Linked DNA regions of Mus musculus: region 2 is linked to region 1. The links are chromatin contacts, called in public Micro-C maps. All regions are on one chromosome and are shown on one strand. The core of a region is the stretch at or near the end of the contact, and the rest is flanking DNA. Distances in the headings are between cores, read along the strand shown. Region 1 overlaps Ift122 (intraflagellar transport 122). Region 2 holds the start of Plxnd1 (plexin D1).

Region 1 (7,330 bases), core at 2,622-5,121:
TCGGCCTATTCCCGTTCTACTCTGCCTTGCACTGGCTAGGACATATACAAAGGGGAAGCCCGCAACTTCACCCCCTTACACACCCAAGGTCCTGACTGCTGGGCAGTCTCTCTCCTCTCAGTTGATGCGGTCTGTAGGGAAATCCTTTCGGTGGCGTGGGAAAAGCTAAAGCAGAGTGTTGGGATTGGGCAATCATGTTCTAGCTTGGGACCCCTCCTCACTGTACCCCTGACACCTAAGACTGATTAGAGGAATTCAGGTTTGTGGGGTGGGAAGTGGGGTCAAAGAAAGGAAGAAGGGTGGCCCTCAGGTTCCCATCTGAGCTTCAGCCCTATTTTATCATCAACATGGTATTTTGATAAAGCCCACTGCCCACCATTCTGGGCTTGATTGGAAACTCCTGGTGTAGTGTCTGGCAGCTTCTCCTAACCCAGTGCCACGTGCAGCCTCTCTGCAGGGGCTTCCCTGGTGGCCAGGGTTTGGACTTCAGCATCAGTATGTCCATCTGTAAGCCTTCTGCTAGCATCCTCTTTACCTTCTCCACCTTTTCTGAATTCTGAATTAATGTCTGTGGCATTTTCCTCACTGTTGTCCTGGCTGGGTTTTACAGACCGTGCTGCACAGAGCATGCTTATATGGCTACTGGTGCTGCCAGGTGACTGTCAGACCCTGGGCTTAGGGAAGCAGGCATTAGTAGAGGCTCAGCCACTTGGGGAGAATTTTGTTCCAGCCTTAAGGCTGGGAAACCTCTCCCTGTCTGCATTTTGAATTGTTGGCTTCCCACCTGAGGCCTTTCTCCTAGGTTCTGGTCCTGAAGTTCCATTTCATGGGACAGATGTATAGGCCATGTCCTAACCCAGACCATTCTCAGCTAGGAGTCAGTGCAATAGCAGATCCCAGGAGGGCCAAACCTGTCTTTGGGCTGATTGATGGTTGGTTTGATTGTAACACTGGCCCCAGTATGGCTGTGTAGTACTTGGCTCCCTGACAGCCTGGTCAGAGCTTTCTTTTTCCTGTTGTTTGTTGAGCCCCTAGCCACAGTCATCAGCAGGCTGTGCCCCTTATAACCTCTTTTGTCTTCTGTTGATTAGAGAGGAACATAATGACATCCTGGCTGTAGCTGACTGGGGACAGAAACTTTCCTTCTACCAGCTGAGTGGAAAACAGGTATGTAGCACCATGCCAACCCAGCCACACACGTCAGCTGTGGTACACTCTGATGTGTGCTTCTGAGAGTGTCACCAGTGACTACACATAATCATTGTTAGTGGCTGCATAGTGAGCTTGACTTTAGGTCCTGGGCCCAGTACTTTGTCTTTTTCTTCCTCAGCTGTTCAGCACTGTGAGAAGAGACTTTAGGGACTTTCAGAAGTGGGAGAGCAAGACCCGAGCAGTAAGAACCACAGTTGGAAAATGGTGGAGCATGGGATTGAAGCCCAGATTGGAGCACTAGTTCTTTGAGAATTTCCAATATGCCTTTTTTTGTTTGTTTGTTTGTTTGTTTGTTTGCTTGTTTTTTAAGATTTATTTACTTTATGTATGTGAGGACACACCAGAAGAGGGCATCAGATCCCATTACAGATGGTTGTGAGCCAACATGTGGTTGCTGGGAATTGAACTCAGGACCTCTGGAAGAGCAGTCAGTGCTCTTAACAGGTCTCTCCAGTCCCTGCAATATGCTTTTAAGAGGACATGTCCAGGGACATGTTTCTTTCAACTAGGCCTCACTCCTTAAACTTTATCCTTCTTTCCATAATGCCATTAGCTGGGGACTAAGCCTTTGACAGAGTTTCTGAGAGTTATTTAAAGTCCAAACCATGGTACAGATGATAACTCCAATTTGTTTGGGACAGTGAAGTTATTTCTTGGTTTTGAAGTATTTTTTCCACAAGGATTGCTAAAACAAAGCCAAAGTTTTTGTCAGGCTTAGGTAACATTTGTGTAACTTTGGCTTTTTAGACATTTGTAGTTTGACGAGGCCGTGGCGTTCCTTGGTGCAGATACTGTTTTGCTGTGTACAGGACAGGCTCTTTTAGTCCCCAATTACTCCAGAGGAACTGCTACCACCATTGCTGAACGTGTAAGAAAACGGAGGTCTTGAGAGGCCACTGGTCTTAAGAACAGGTTTAGAATGTGACCACAGCTAGTTTGGGACCTGACCAGACAGATACTAGAAGTCTGTCAAGTTAGTCAGTAAGCTACCATGTAGGTCCTGAGAACCAAACCCAGGTCTTCTGCAAGAGCAGCTAGTGCTCTTAACCTCTGAGCCATCCCTCCAACTCCATATTGCCCTGCTTTTTAAAAAAAATTATATTCCGGGAATTGTAAATTGTATACCATAGAAACTAATTTCTCTCAGGTTCCCCTAAAGGCAAGTGTGGAGGGTGGGGAAGGGAGAGAAGAAGAGAGAGAGAGTGAGGGCGAGAGGTCAGGTGGTTAGCTTTGCTGTGCTCTGCTATGTATTTTCAATGAGCAGCAGCTGAGATCCTAGAACAGGTCTTTGGCTTCACCTGTGAGTCATGTGGGTCATAGCTAAAGGTTTCCAGTGGTGAGCAGAGCTTGGGTGTGAATGCTTCCTTCTAGCCTTCCTTTCTACAACAGCCCACCTCACCTACAACAGCCCACCTCACCTACAACAGCCCACCTCACCTACAATAGCCCATCTCACCTACAACAGCCCACCTCACCTACAACAGCCCACCTCACCTACAACAACCCACCTCACTTACAACAGCCCACCTCACCTACAACAGCCTATCTCAGACTCTATGCCCATCCAAAAAGGAGCTGTGTTGAGAGCCTCTTGCCTGAGGCTGTTCCCCTCGCTCAGTTTCTGCCTGCTTTGGTCACTTGTCCCTTCAGCTGGTCCTTGTAGTTGGTCTAGAGTTGATGGTTGTTACTTGGAAGAGGAGTCCGAGGCCTCAGCCAGTAGCTTCAGCCTCAATGCCATGACAGGTGCCAGGGTTTTCTTATTAGACTTTGTAGCGTTGGGAGGTAGGAGGGAAGCTTTCGGTTGTTAGGCATTGGAAATTCCTAAAAAGGAAAGAAAAGTGAACATACTAAATTTATAATTGCAGTTTAAATTAGTTGAAGGGAATTAACTAAGTTGCAGTTGGAGCTGACTCCTTCAGTGGTTTTATGTGTTCAAATTGCCTTCATTAAACTGTCAGCATCAATTGACTGCTCACTTTTACTAGATTTATAAATAGGAAAACATTTGTAAATTGACCCTAAACCTTAAAGCAAAAACTAGGTTTTTAGGGTCATTTTTCTTAAATTGAATAAAGAATAAAGGGCAGTCTTTTCAAGTGAATAAGCTCAGAACATAAACAGAGAAGAGGCTGGGGTAGGCTGACGGCCATGTGTGCTGGGTGAGCGAGGGAAAGACTCCCCGGCCTCCAGGATGGCTGAGGAGGGCTGGCTAACTTCCCAGTACTTAGGTCAGGCATGGCAGACTTTAGGGGCCAAGGGTTCGGCAGGGTTGAGGGGAAGAGTGGGCTCCAGAGGTGGAGAGGCCTGCGTAGGAGATGGAATAGCTCAGGAGAGGCAGCCCCCACCCCCTTGCCTTCCTACCGGTCTCCCTACCCGGCTAATGTTGGCGAGGAAGCCCTTCCTGGTTGTGGTTGTAGACTGGTCTCACTTGCTGTATGTTCTCTTTCCTCAGATTGGGAAGGATCGGCCACTGAACTTTGACCCCTGTTGCATCAGCTACTTCACTAAAGGAGAGTACATTTTGGTGGGAGGTTCAGACAAGCAGGTATCTCTTTTCACCAAGGATGGAGTGCGACTGGGGACCGTTGGGGAGCAGAACTCCTGGGTGTGGACCTGTAGAGTGAAACCTGACTCCAATTATGTGGTGAGTAAGAGGAAGTTCACCCTGCAGAGCATTGCTAGAGGAGGCCCCAGGCAGCCAGTGCTCCTAATAGGTGGAAGGGAGATGGCTCCTCCCCTCAGCCTAGATTGACAGCTCTCCTGTACACAGGTGGTCGGCTGCCAGGATGGCACCATCTCCTTCTACCAGCTCATCTTCAGCACAGTCCATGGGCTCTACAAAGATCGGTATGCCTACAGGGACAGCATGACAGACGTCATCGTGCAGCACCTCATCACAGAGCAGAAAGGTAAGAGGCAAGCTTGCCCTTGCTTATAGACACTAGCAAAAGGGGTGAGGACTGGGCTAGGGACAGCACATTCGAAATAATAGGAAATATCTCCCCTGGCCTTGCTTTAGCTTCTAGCAGTAGAAGGAGGATGAAGATCTCTTTGAGGATCTAGCAAAAGCAGTAAAACCTGTTTTGTTTTTTAAAAGCACCAACTCTTTACATTTTACAAATAATTCCATGGTGTAAAATGGACTCCATGAGACATGGAGGCTGACAAGTCAGAGTTGTAATGGCTGATGTGCATGAGGCTTTGTGGACATTTACCCATATCTGTCAGAGCCACTTTGGCATACTTTCCCCTCAGCCTCTACTCACTTCTTGGTGGTCCTTCTACTAGACTTGTAGGGGCAGTAGATAGGCTCAGGCTTTGTCAGGGGATCTGGGATCCAACCTCGCCCAGTCTAAATGTGACAGTTCCCTTCTGTTCACATAAATAGCTCTGCAGCTGAAAGAGGTCAAGTTCCACTCAGCGGTGTCCATCCCTGGATGTGCTGAGCACATATGCTATTTGTATGCTGCTGACCAGATATAGCCAGGTGGCTTTGCATAGGGGTTCCAGTTGGGGACCACCCTGTAGATTCAGGATGGCTTCTTTTGTCCCTGCCAGGGTAGATCTATTTTGGAAATTCCATCTAGGTGGCAGGAATGTAGCCACTGGGACAGCTCAGCACATCCTCCATGGTGTTTACCCCACTTGGTCTGTAGAGAGGCAGAGCTTGCCACATAGAAGTCCCTGTGGTCGGGAAGGTTGCAGGGGTGTGGCTGGCTATGAGATGTGTCATTTTGGTGGGCTCCCGATCACTAGGGGCCTTCTTTGCTGTGCAGAATGAGTCTAGATGTCCTCAGCCATGCAGGACAAGTGTCGGTAGCATTGACTGCTTGACCGCTCTGTTTCTCCCTGAAATGGTAGCATATGTAGCTCTGCACCCCACTCAGCACAGAGGCCTCCATGTGGCAGGTGCTCTGGGGAGAGTTGTTAGCAGACTGACCTAGTTTTACTCTTAAGTGTATGTCTGAGTGCCTGCATGTCTGTGTGCCATGTGTGTGCAGTACTTGAGGAGGCCAGAAGAGGGCAACAGATCCTCAGGAACTGGAGTTAAGATGGATACTGGGAATGAAACCCAGGTCTTCAGAGAGCAGCAGTGCTCTTGAACACTGAGCTGTCTCTCCGGCTCCCGTTAAAGATTTTTGTAACGAGAGTGTGTCACTTTAATTGTCAGGAGCATTAAATAAATAAATGATGGCTTTTAATTTCTCTGCCTTTCACCTTACTTAACAACCTTTTGCTAGAGTCTCTTTTCCTCCGTTGACAGTTAGGATTAAGTGCAGAGAGCTTGTCAAGAAAATTGCCATCTACAAAAATCGATTAGCTATCCAGCTGCCAGAGAAGATCCTCATCTACGAGCTGTACTCTGAAGACTCGACAGACATGCACTACCGGGTAAAGGAGAAAATTGTCAAGAAGTTTGAGTGCAACCTGCTGGTGGTGTGTGCTGACCACATCATCCTGTGCCAGGTGGGCAGCTCATCCCTCCTCCCCCAGGGCAGGGCTCTACCTCAGGGAAAGAAGATGGTCACAACTCAGTGGCCGGTCCTTGGCATCTAGCTGAATCTTGTCTTTAGAGAGATGAGGTCTGCGGATGGGATGACTGTGGACTCTGGAGCATGTGGCTGCACTGGCATTAGGTGTGTTGTAAAGAGTCTCACGCTGCAGCTTTGCTTGGAGATAGTGCTTTACTAAGTTGCTCAGGCTGGCCTCAAGCTCACGACCCCCAGTTCACCTCCTGAGCTGAGGTGAAGGCGTGTGTCATACCTGTCACTCATCTAGGGTACATTTTCATAAGTGCAAGTTTTACCTCCTAAGAGAATTCTCTTCTTTCTTTCTCTCTTTCTCTCTTTCTTTCTTTCTTTCTTTCTTTCTTTCTTTCTTTCTTTCTTTCTCTCTCTCTCTCTCTCTCTCTTTCTCTTCTCTTTCTTTCTTTCTTTCTCTCTTTCTTTCTTTCTTTCTTTCTCTCTCTCTCTCTCTCTCTCTCTCTCTCTCTCTCTCTTTCTCTTCTCTTCTCTTCTCTTTTCTTTTCTTTCTTTCTTTCTTTCTTTCTTTCTTTCTCTCTTTCTTTCTCTCTTTCTCTCTTCCTTCCTTCCTTCCTTCCTTCCTTCCTTCCTTCTCTTGAGGCACTAGGAATGAACCCAGGCCCTTGCCTACAGTAGGACAGCCCTCTGCAGTGGAACCATATCTCCAAGCTTCTCTCCCCACCACCTTTTTTAAGACTAGGTTTTACGAAGTTTACCAGGTTGTCCTTGAACTCATTCTGTAGCCCAGGCAAGTCTTGAACTTGCAATGCTCCTGCCCCAGCCTCCAGAGGACTTGGAACTATAGATCTGTACCACCAAAAAAAAAAAAAAAAAGTCTCTAAGGCAGTGGTTCTCAACCTTCCTAATGCTGTGACCCTCTGAGACCATTTCTCATGTTGTGGTAACCTCCAACCATAAAATTATTTCTATGCTACTTCATAACTGTAGTTTTACTACTGTGAGTATCTGGTATATGCAGGATATGCATACCAAAGGGGTCATGACCCACACATTGAGAACCACTACTCTAAGAGGGGTTTGGTTTGGTTTGGTTTTTCAAAAGGAAAGTTTTCCCCCAGTCATAGATCTCTAAAAGTCCCTAGGTCAGTGCCACGAGGAGTTTTGGAAAGACTACTGTGGGTGCACCTGATCTTTCCAGGCCTGTTAGAAAAGATAAAAAGGAAGACCTTGTTTAGGAGCCATTCTAGTGTAAAACTAGTATCAAAACCTGTGTGAGGGTCCCAAGCCTCTTGCCACTTAGGGCTGCCACAATAGAGAAGAGTTGTGGGGGATTGGTGGCCTGCTGCTGGCTCTGGAGGCCCATGTTGAAGATGGCCCCTGAGGCGGCTTGTGGTGGATTGGTGGTGGCAGGGTCGGGGAAGAGCCAGCGTTAGATCACCACTGCTGGTGTAGGACGGTTTCCCCAGGAGGGCTGCAAGCACTCTTTCTCTGACCCTCCACGCTGAGCTTGGGATGTCTCCTAGGAGAAACGGCTACAGTGCCTGTCCTTCAGTGGAGTGAAGGAAAGGGAATGGCAGATGGAATCTCTCATCCGCTACATCAAGGTGATCGGTGGCCCTGCTGGAAGAGAAGGT
Region 2 (7,330 bases), core at 3,154-5,653, 110 kb after region 1:
TTCCACCTGCTGCTGGACACGCCACAGTGGAGGCACATAGGTCCAGCCCATTGCCCTGTGGTGACAGCACAGGGGTGCAGAGCCAACGCACGGCAGACGTCAGAGGATATCTTACCCTGAGCATCTTGACTGCTGTTCCTTATGGGCCCCTCCTCCTTGCCAGCCACCGTGGGCTTTCTAGATCACATAATTGCCAGCCCCTGTGCTTGGCAGTGGACAGTGTGTGGCAGTGCCCACCCTGACCCTAGGTGCTCCGAAGAGGACTCTGTTTGAGACAGGATGTAGTTCAGTTGGTGCCACACTTCTCTAGCATTCACCTAGAGCCTGGGTTTAATACTCAAGGACACACACACTGAGTTTGGTGGCACATGTCCTTAACCCCACCACTCAGTGAGCCTAAAACTGACCCGTGCTACATGAGACCCAGTCCATCCTTAGGTCTCTGTATTGTCCGGGAGGCCAGAAACCAGGGAGTCGCATGAGGGTCCCCGGAAAGCAGAGGTCTCATGACATTAGGGGTTTGGTAAAATGTTCAGGGGACCCACAGGAGGCTGCGAGTGCAAGTGGTGGGGGTCTTATAGCTGCAAAGCAGGCCTGATGAGGACATGTTTCCAGGACAGCCTAGAGCCCAGCTAAGAGCTAACTGCATCCCCAGGGGTGAGAACAGCTCAACCAACCAATGACTGCTGTGCGCTGGGCACTGAGCATTTGCCTTTGTGGTTACCTTGCTCATTTGGTCCTCTGTGGGAAGACTGTGTTTGTGGTCCTAATGCCTCTGTGGGAAGGCGACTGTGCATTACCCTAGCTTTAGGGAACTTCAGAAGATTCTGTTGCCCCGTCAAGGCCACTTAGCCAGGCACCAAGAGAGGGACTTCAAGCCCGTGTAGGGGAGCCAGCAGCAGCTTGGAAAGGACAGCAAGCACCGTGGCCTGCTGCAGGTCCTCCTGCCAGGGGGCCCTAGCCTGTGTCCACAGCTGGGCATTGGGGAGAACACAGCAGACGAACCTAGAAGAGCGCTAGCAGAGAGACTGTGTGGCTTTGGAGTGAGGGGCAGGCCTTAACTACACTGCCCTGGGGCTAATTTCCCTGTAGAGGCCCTGCCCCCATAGGGAGGACGACAATCCAGCTGCCTTCAGCTGGGTGAGTCACTGTGCCGGCCCAGGGGGGCACCAAGGACCGTGGGAATCAGGACACATCTAACTGGAGGGGGAGGGGAGAAGCGGCCTGAGGAATCCCACAGAACCCTTCATCAGCCAGGGGCCCACGAAGGGCTGCCTCCCTTGCCCACAGAGCTTCCCTCTTCCTACTCTCTCAGCCTTCAGATGCAGCCAAGGCACAGCCATGGCAAGGCTCCGGAGAGAAGAACAGTGGCTGTCCTCACCCCAGAACTGCACAGGGCCTGACCCTGCTGGGTAGCAGCGCCACAAACTTCAGACAGTCCTTCTGCCTCTCACCCGCTATGACCTTTCTTGTGAGGGGTCAGTCGGCAGGGTGGTAGGCGGCTGAGGGAGTCTTTGCCAAGAGAAGGAATCTGTGCTTGCTCAAAGCCCCAGTGTTGGGCACGCCCACGGTATAGTCTTGCTACCCCTGAGGACCACAGAGAGAGAGGGACAAGGCAGGGAGCCTCAGTGAGCCCAGAAGGCTGGGCTTAGCCCTTTGTAAACTCAGTGTCATTTTGGGGTTGAAAGAAAATGAGTTCTGTTGTGAAATTCTTAGAGGGGACTGGCTGTACCCAAGGCCAATTCACTTGGGGATCCCCTAGCCTGGCTCTCTTGCTACTGCCCACCCTGAGGCCCCGCCTCACCCTCAGCCCTATAGTTCTCCACCAAAGATTCACTCCTTTTCCATCTTCCATTTGTCCGGCCAGACTGCCTGGATGCCCCCATTCCACATCTGTAAGGCCGCAAAGCCCCAGCACCATGAACACATGAGGGGGCCAAACAACTTGTGTTCAAGCAAGCCCCACCTCTGCTCCTTTTCAGCTGTTTGTGCATCCCTTAAAACTTACACCCATTTCTTCATCTGTATGTACAAAGGGATGAGAACACACTTGCTGAAGACATTTGACACACCACACACTAGGTCTGTGGTTCTCAACCTTTCTAAGGCTGGGTAAGACCACCACCCCCCAACCATAAAATGAATTCATTGTTACTACTTCATAATTGTAATTTTGCTACCATTATGAATCACAAAGTAAATATCTGATATGCAGGATAATGCAGCCCCTGTGAGAGGGTTGTCTGGCTCCAAAGGGGTCACACACAACCCACATGTTGAGAATGGCTGGCTTAAGTTAAAAACCCACAGCATTTGTGATCACAGGTCTGCCACACCACCTGCTAGCTGCTCATTTGCTATTTGTTGAGGTGGCCTTGAGCACACACCTGTTTGCCAACCAGGTGGCCTCACTAGGGAACCAATCACTTCCCAAATAACAGTGTCCCCTGGCACGGGCTCCCACTGGGAGTTTACATCCCTGCAGGTCTACACTCTTGGGATCTCCGATGGGTGTCCCTGTCACATACTCAGCCCTTCCGACCCACATGCCCTTTATCTTCAGTGCCAGGTGCCACACCCATCACACATCTGCCAGGGTGCAGAGGTATGTCCTAAGGGCACCTGCACTCTCCCTAAACACTCTCCTGGTGTCACTCCCCTCTCTCAGTTCAGCACACACCTGTGGCCCCCACCTGCAGAGCTGATTTGTAGGTGCGCTGTCTTCGGGGAACACCTGGGTACCTTGACAACCTAGACCTCCCCACTTAGGTGTGCGCACCTGTGACCCAGTACGCTCCCGGGCCAGCACCGCTGGCAGTAACCAATCCTCTGGGATATCTGCGTGCATACTGTATCCCCGCACACGCCCCTCAGGTCTATGGCTTACCTGTATGTTGCGCTTGCTCTCGCAGGCCGGCCCGGTGCCCTGCACCACACTGTCCAACACCGCCACCACGTCGGGCGCCGGCTCCACGAAGCAGGCGGTGCGCGCTGCACGAATGGCAGCCTGCACGTCGTCGAAGCGGAAGGCGCAAAGCGCGGCCGGGGCGTTGCGGGCACCTGGGGCGCCCTGGGGCCTCTCGAAGACAGCGAAGAACTGCTCGCGCGCGGGGAAAACCGACACGAGGCGGCTGTAGAGGTCGCCGCGGCCCGCGCCGCCCGCGCACTGCAAGCCCAGTTGGATGTAGGACTCGGTGAGCTTCTTGGCGTCGCCACCCGCGCCGCGGGGCAGGCAGATGCGCGCCAGCAGGCTGCGCGCCTGGCTGTCCTTGTCGCCCGCACGCGCCTCGCTGTTGAGCGCCAGGTACGCGTAGGGCTGCGCGCTGTGCGGTGGCACCGCCGGGTGCAAGAAGGCACGCACGAAGCCCAGCTTGTGCTGCTCCTTGGCGCCCTGCTTGATCTTCAGGATGTTATCGTCCGACGGGTTAAGGTCGAAGGTGAAGAGCTTGGCCAAGTCTCCACGCGCGTCCAGGGAGCGGATAGCGATCTCGGGCGTGTTCTCGAAGCGGTGGTCTTCTAGGCTACGGTTGCGCGGGAAGAAAGCGCTGCCGAAGCCGGTGTACGTGGCGCCCACGAGCAGACGGCTGCCCCCGGTGCCCGAGGTAGGCGGCAGCACCAGTCCCACAGTGGACGCGTTGGGGTGGTTGGCGGCCACGTTGAGCATGCTGGGGAACACGGTGACCGGTTCTGCGGTCGGCGCGGCAGGCGGAAAGCTCACGGCCAGGGCTGAGATGTTGCCCCGGCGCCTCAGCTGGCACAGACCCTGGTAGATGGAGCCGCACGCGACCACCAGACCCTGGCCCGGGTCCAACTGCAGGATTTTGTTGTAGTTGTCCGTGAGGCGCCGCGGGTGCTCGCACGAGGCCTGCGGGAGCTGCGGGGCGTGACACAGCGGGCTGTCCGGCACGGGACCCACGGTCGCCTCGGCTTCCAGGCTCAAGTTGGCACTCGACAGTTGGTACAGGCGGTTCACTGCCGCCAAGTACACGGTGCCCGCCGTGCCGTCCAGGGCGAAGTTGTTGGTGGGCGTGGGCGAGGGGAAACGGCGCTGGATCTCTAGGGCGCCGGCCCGTGCCGCCCCGAGCAGCAGCAGCAGAGGCAGCGGCAGCAGACCAGGGCCCCGCGAGTGAGGGCGCGGACGCAAGGGGACGGCCGCGGCGGCCCGGGCGCTAGGGGGTGCGCCGCCCGCGGCGCGACGAGCCATCCAGGCGAGCGCGGGCTGCGCGGCGCGGCGAGTGCATGGGGCGCGGCGCGGCCGGGAGCCGGGAGCTCGGAGGCGGCGAGAGGCGGGGGGGGGGCCCGGGCCGCGAGGCGCTTCCTGCCCGCGCCTGCCGCCCCCGGCCCCGGCGCCCCGGCCCGACTCTGGCGAGGCGCTCAGCCCGGGGGCGGCTCCGTGGAGACCACGCCCACAGCCCATCTCCCCGCCCCAGCAGCTTGGCCCACGCCCTTTCGCCCCGGGCCACGCCCCCGGCCACGCCTCTGGGCCACGCCCCGCGGTCCGAGGTCACTGGTGGCCGATACCCGGGCAGTCGCAAGTTGCCTGCCTCTTTCCTGGTTCCTGGCCAGCTCCTGGAATGTCTTCCTCTCGCTTGTTTGTTATCCTTCCTCTCTTTCTCCTCGCTCTAGTACCTTCTCTGTTCTGTTTCTGGGCTCCCGTTTGCCTTCCACCGCCTCTCAGAGTTTCGCTCTTTCAATCTCTCGGACTCCCCTACTCCGATCCTGTCAACTCCGCCCCGTGTCTCTCCCGCGTCACTCCCTCTCCCTCATCTGCGTTTCCTTTTTTTTTTTTTTCTTTCTGTTCCCGCTGCTCTCCCTCTCTACTCTTTTCCTCTCCTTGCCCCTAAAGCCCTCCATTTCCCCTCAACCGCCTGCCCCTTCTGGCCACAGTCCCCCTCCCCGCCCCCCCCGCCCCCCCCCCCCCCCGCTCACACCCCCTATGTTCTCCAAGCCTCACTCTAAAGACCAGCCAGACCAGGGACATCAGGCCCCTGGCTAACCTATGGTCTGTTCCCCGAACTGCTCTGTAAAAGGAGTTTGCAAGCAGCAGGCTCCGGGGACAAACTTGACAATCCCACAGCAAAAGTAGGAAACTGTGTTGAGAGGAAGTTCATTCCTCTTGCAAGGGCAGGCTGGGCTGAGCAGAACACCAGACACAGGGCCTTACTTTCTGGATAGAGCCAAACCCCGCAGACCCCCAGGACCTTGCCCTTAGGCCAAGGTTCTGAGAAACCTAAAGTCATTCCACATATGAGCTGGCACTGGGCACCGGACTCCTTTGACCTTCAAAGGAACAGGTAGGCCCTGGGATAAAGGCAAGGAGTCATTTTCCTAAGGTCATAGAAACCCAGGTGATCCTCTCCATAGCATGGGAGTGCCCACATAGGACCACACCAAATGCTAACCTCCTTACAAAGACTCAACCCACTTTCCGTGCATGGAAACTGAGGCCCCAGAAGTAAAGCCCAAAATACACCGCTAAGGGGGAAGGTGGGACACAGACCCATTGTTTGAAGCCACAGTTCCAGCTACAAGTTCTCAGTCAGGGTCTCCTAGCAGCTTGCAGCTGTCACTTGAGGCCTAGTGGCCCTCTCTCAGAGGGTGACCTTGCTCCCACCAGATAGGAAGGAAGGATGGGGAGGGGCTTTCCCTGTGCCTGAAGGGTCAGCAGCAAGGGCTCAGAGCCCAGCCATCCCCATTTCCCTGGCCCCCACCCCAACCTTCCTGTCCCTGTGCCTGCCTGCCGGCTTGCCTGCCATGTTCCAGCCCATTCATGGCCTTGGCTTTGATGGTCAGGAGTGTTCCTTGGCAGGAAATTGGAGACTTATGTCCTGCCTCCACCCCCAACTGAGCACCCAGGGGACTTGCCTCTACCTCTGTTTGGGGAAGGCCCGAGTCATGCTCTCCCTGTGAGCCACAGGCCCTCCACTCCACTGGACAGCCCCAGCACAGATTATAGGCTTGTCTTCCTCTGCCCTCCCTCTCTGTCTCTCTCCCTCTCTCTACCCTCTGTCTTCACACAGTATCTCTGGTCTCATTCTCCATCCTCTCCCCACCCCCTCCTTGCTTCCTTCCTGTCCCTCTCTTGCTTTCTTGCCGCATCCTGCAGCTCCCCCCACTGAGCCTCGAGGATAATGCTTTATGACATCTCGGTTTAGCTGGCCAGATGGATTGTTTTGTGTATTGTGGACAAACTTCCTGCTAAGCTGGTAGATTTCTGCCATCACCCCACCTTCAGCGTTTGGGACCTGAATTCTAGGGTCTGAATATATTCACATAAACTGAAGTAGGAATTATAGTGTGGCCTCCAGCAAGGTGCTTGCCCTCTCTGAGCCTGTTTCCTGTGGACCATATAATAGCACACTACTGCTAGGTTGAGTCATGGCCCCACAGCCCCTGCTAAAGTCGGGAGGAAGGGCAGGAGGAGGCAATAGATCATGGCTCCTGCCTGTTTTATGTCTTGAATCCCATAGTAGTTAATGGGTTATCTGGGGGTAAACACCACCCACAGTTCTGCCACCACTATCTCACAACCTTCTTTGCACCAGAAGACAAAACAGGGGTCACTGAGCCCATTTCACAGACGGAGAAACTGAGGCATCAGCAATAGGACTGGAACTCAGTTTTCTCTCTAAGACCAAGGTTACTCCTGGGTGGGCAGAGATGTGAGGAGGGAGTGGGGAGGGAAGTCCTTGCTGAGATTCTGGGGGTCCTCCCAGGATAAATAAATAAAATTGGGTATCCATTGGGAGACAGGTAGATGGCACCCAGCACACTGACGGAGGTAGTTATACCCACATCCAGCCATTCGGCTGCCAGCGACTGATGACTGGGCCCTTCCCCTCCTGCTCCTGGTTCCTGATTCCATCAAGAAGTCTCTGTCTGGGGCTAACGCGTCTTTAATGACTCTCTAGCATCTAGCATTTGTCACTGTCCCTGCCGAATAGAAAGAGGGTTTCAAGCTCGGTCAGCACCACAAGCTTACACCTTCTAGAATTTACTCAGAACCGTCGTCGTTTAAGTTCCTGCCTGCTTCCAGCTAGGGGAGCTGGTTTCCAGCTTGGCATGTGGTGTTGTCCCTGGTCAACTCCTGTGGGAAGGCCTTGAAAAGTGATCCCTAGGCTCTGGCCATGGCCACTGTCCAGGTGTGCAGATCTGGAATTGGTCGGGACGGGGGGTTGGGGGGGGGTGGAAGCTTTCCCTGGCTGCTGGGGACTCAGGGTGAGTGTGTTCCTCAGGTCAGGGCTTCCTTGCATACAGCCTCCTGCAAATCTCCTCTGGCAATGCAGGGCAGAGGGAGGGAGGGAGGAGGGGAGGGGAGGGGGTGAGAGGC

What was found. Hi-C and Micro-C count contacts between places; a contact is called where the count stands out from the background.
Region 2: a contact with region 1 is called in a Micro-C map of embryonic stem cells, with 2.8 times the contacts expected there. The contact joins the promoter of Plxnd1 here to the enhancer-like site in region 1. A contact is called at or near these places in 28 of 39 promoter capture datasets (the 3T3-L1 cell line, 3T3-L1-derived adipocytes, the C10 cell line and 17 more), 6 of 15 datasets of contacts at CTCF or cohesin (the G1E-ER4 cell line, the NIH/3T3 cell line, embryonic stem cells and 2 more), 159 of 484 Hi-C or Micro-C datasets (2-cell-like embryonic stem cells, the 3T3-L1 cell line, 3T3-L1-derived adipocytes and 89 more), 41 of 115 datasets of contacts at active chromatin or transcription factors (the 230-238 cell line, the HPC-7 cell line, the SCID.adh cell line and 26 more) and 4 of 9 other capture datasets (adipose tissue, embryonic stem cells, liver and 1 more).

The regions. Positions count from the first base shown.
Region 1 is chr6:115,883,245-115,890,574 of GRCm38.p6, forward strand. Ift122 (intraflagellar transport 122) reads left to right here. Exons shown (of 29, transcript NM_001167763.1): 8 at 1,092-1,167; 9 at 3,665-3,856; 10 at 3,983-4,121; 11 at 5,477-5,679; 12 at 7,220-7,330. Among named protein-coding and RNA genes, the nearest start is that of Ift122, 33 kb to the left of the region's middle. Within about 2 kb of position 3,872, at least 67 of the 459 cell types and tissues checked have an H3K27ac peak or open chromatin away from gene starts, as enhancers often do. A contact at or near this core is called in the AtT-20 cell line, the Ba/F3 cell line, the C2C12 cell line and 22 more, where this site is marked.
Region 2 is chr6:115,990,602-115,997,931 of GRCm38.p6, forward strand. Plxnd1 (plexin D1) reads right to left here and starts at 4,404. Exons shown (of 36, transcript NM_026376.3): 1 at 2,888-4,404. The coding sequence starts at 4,204.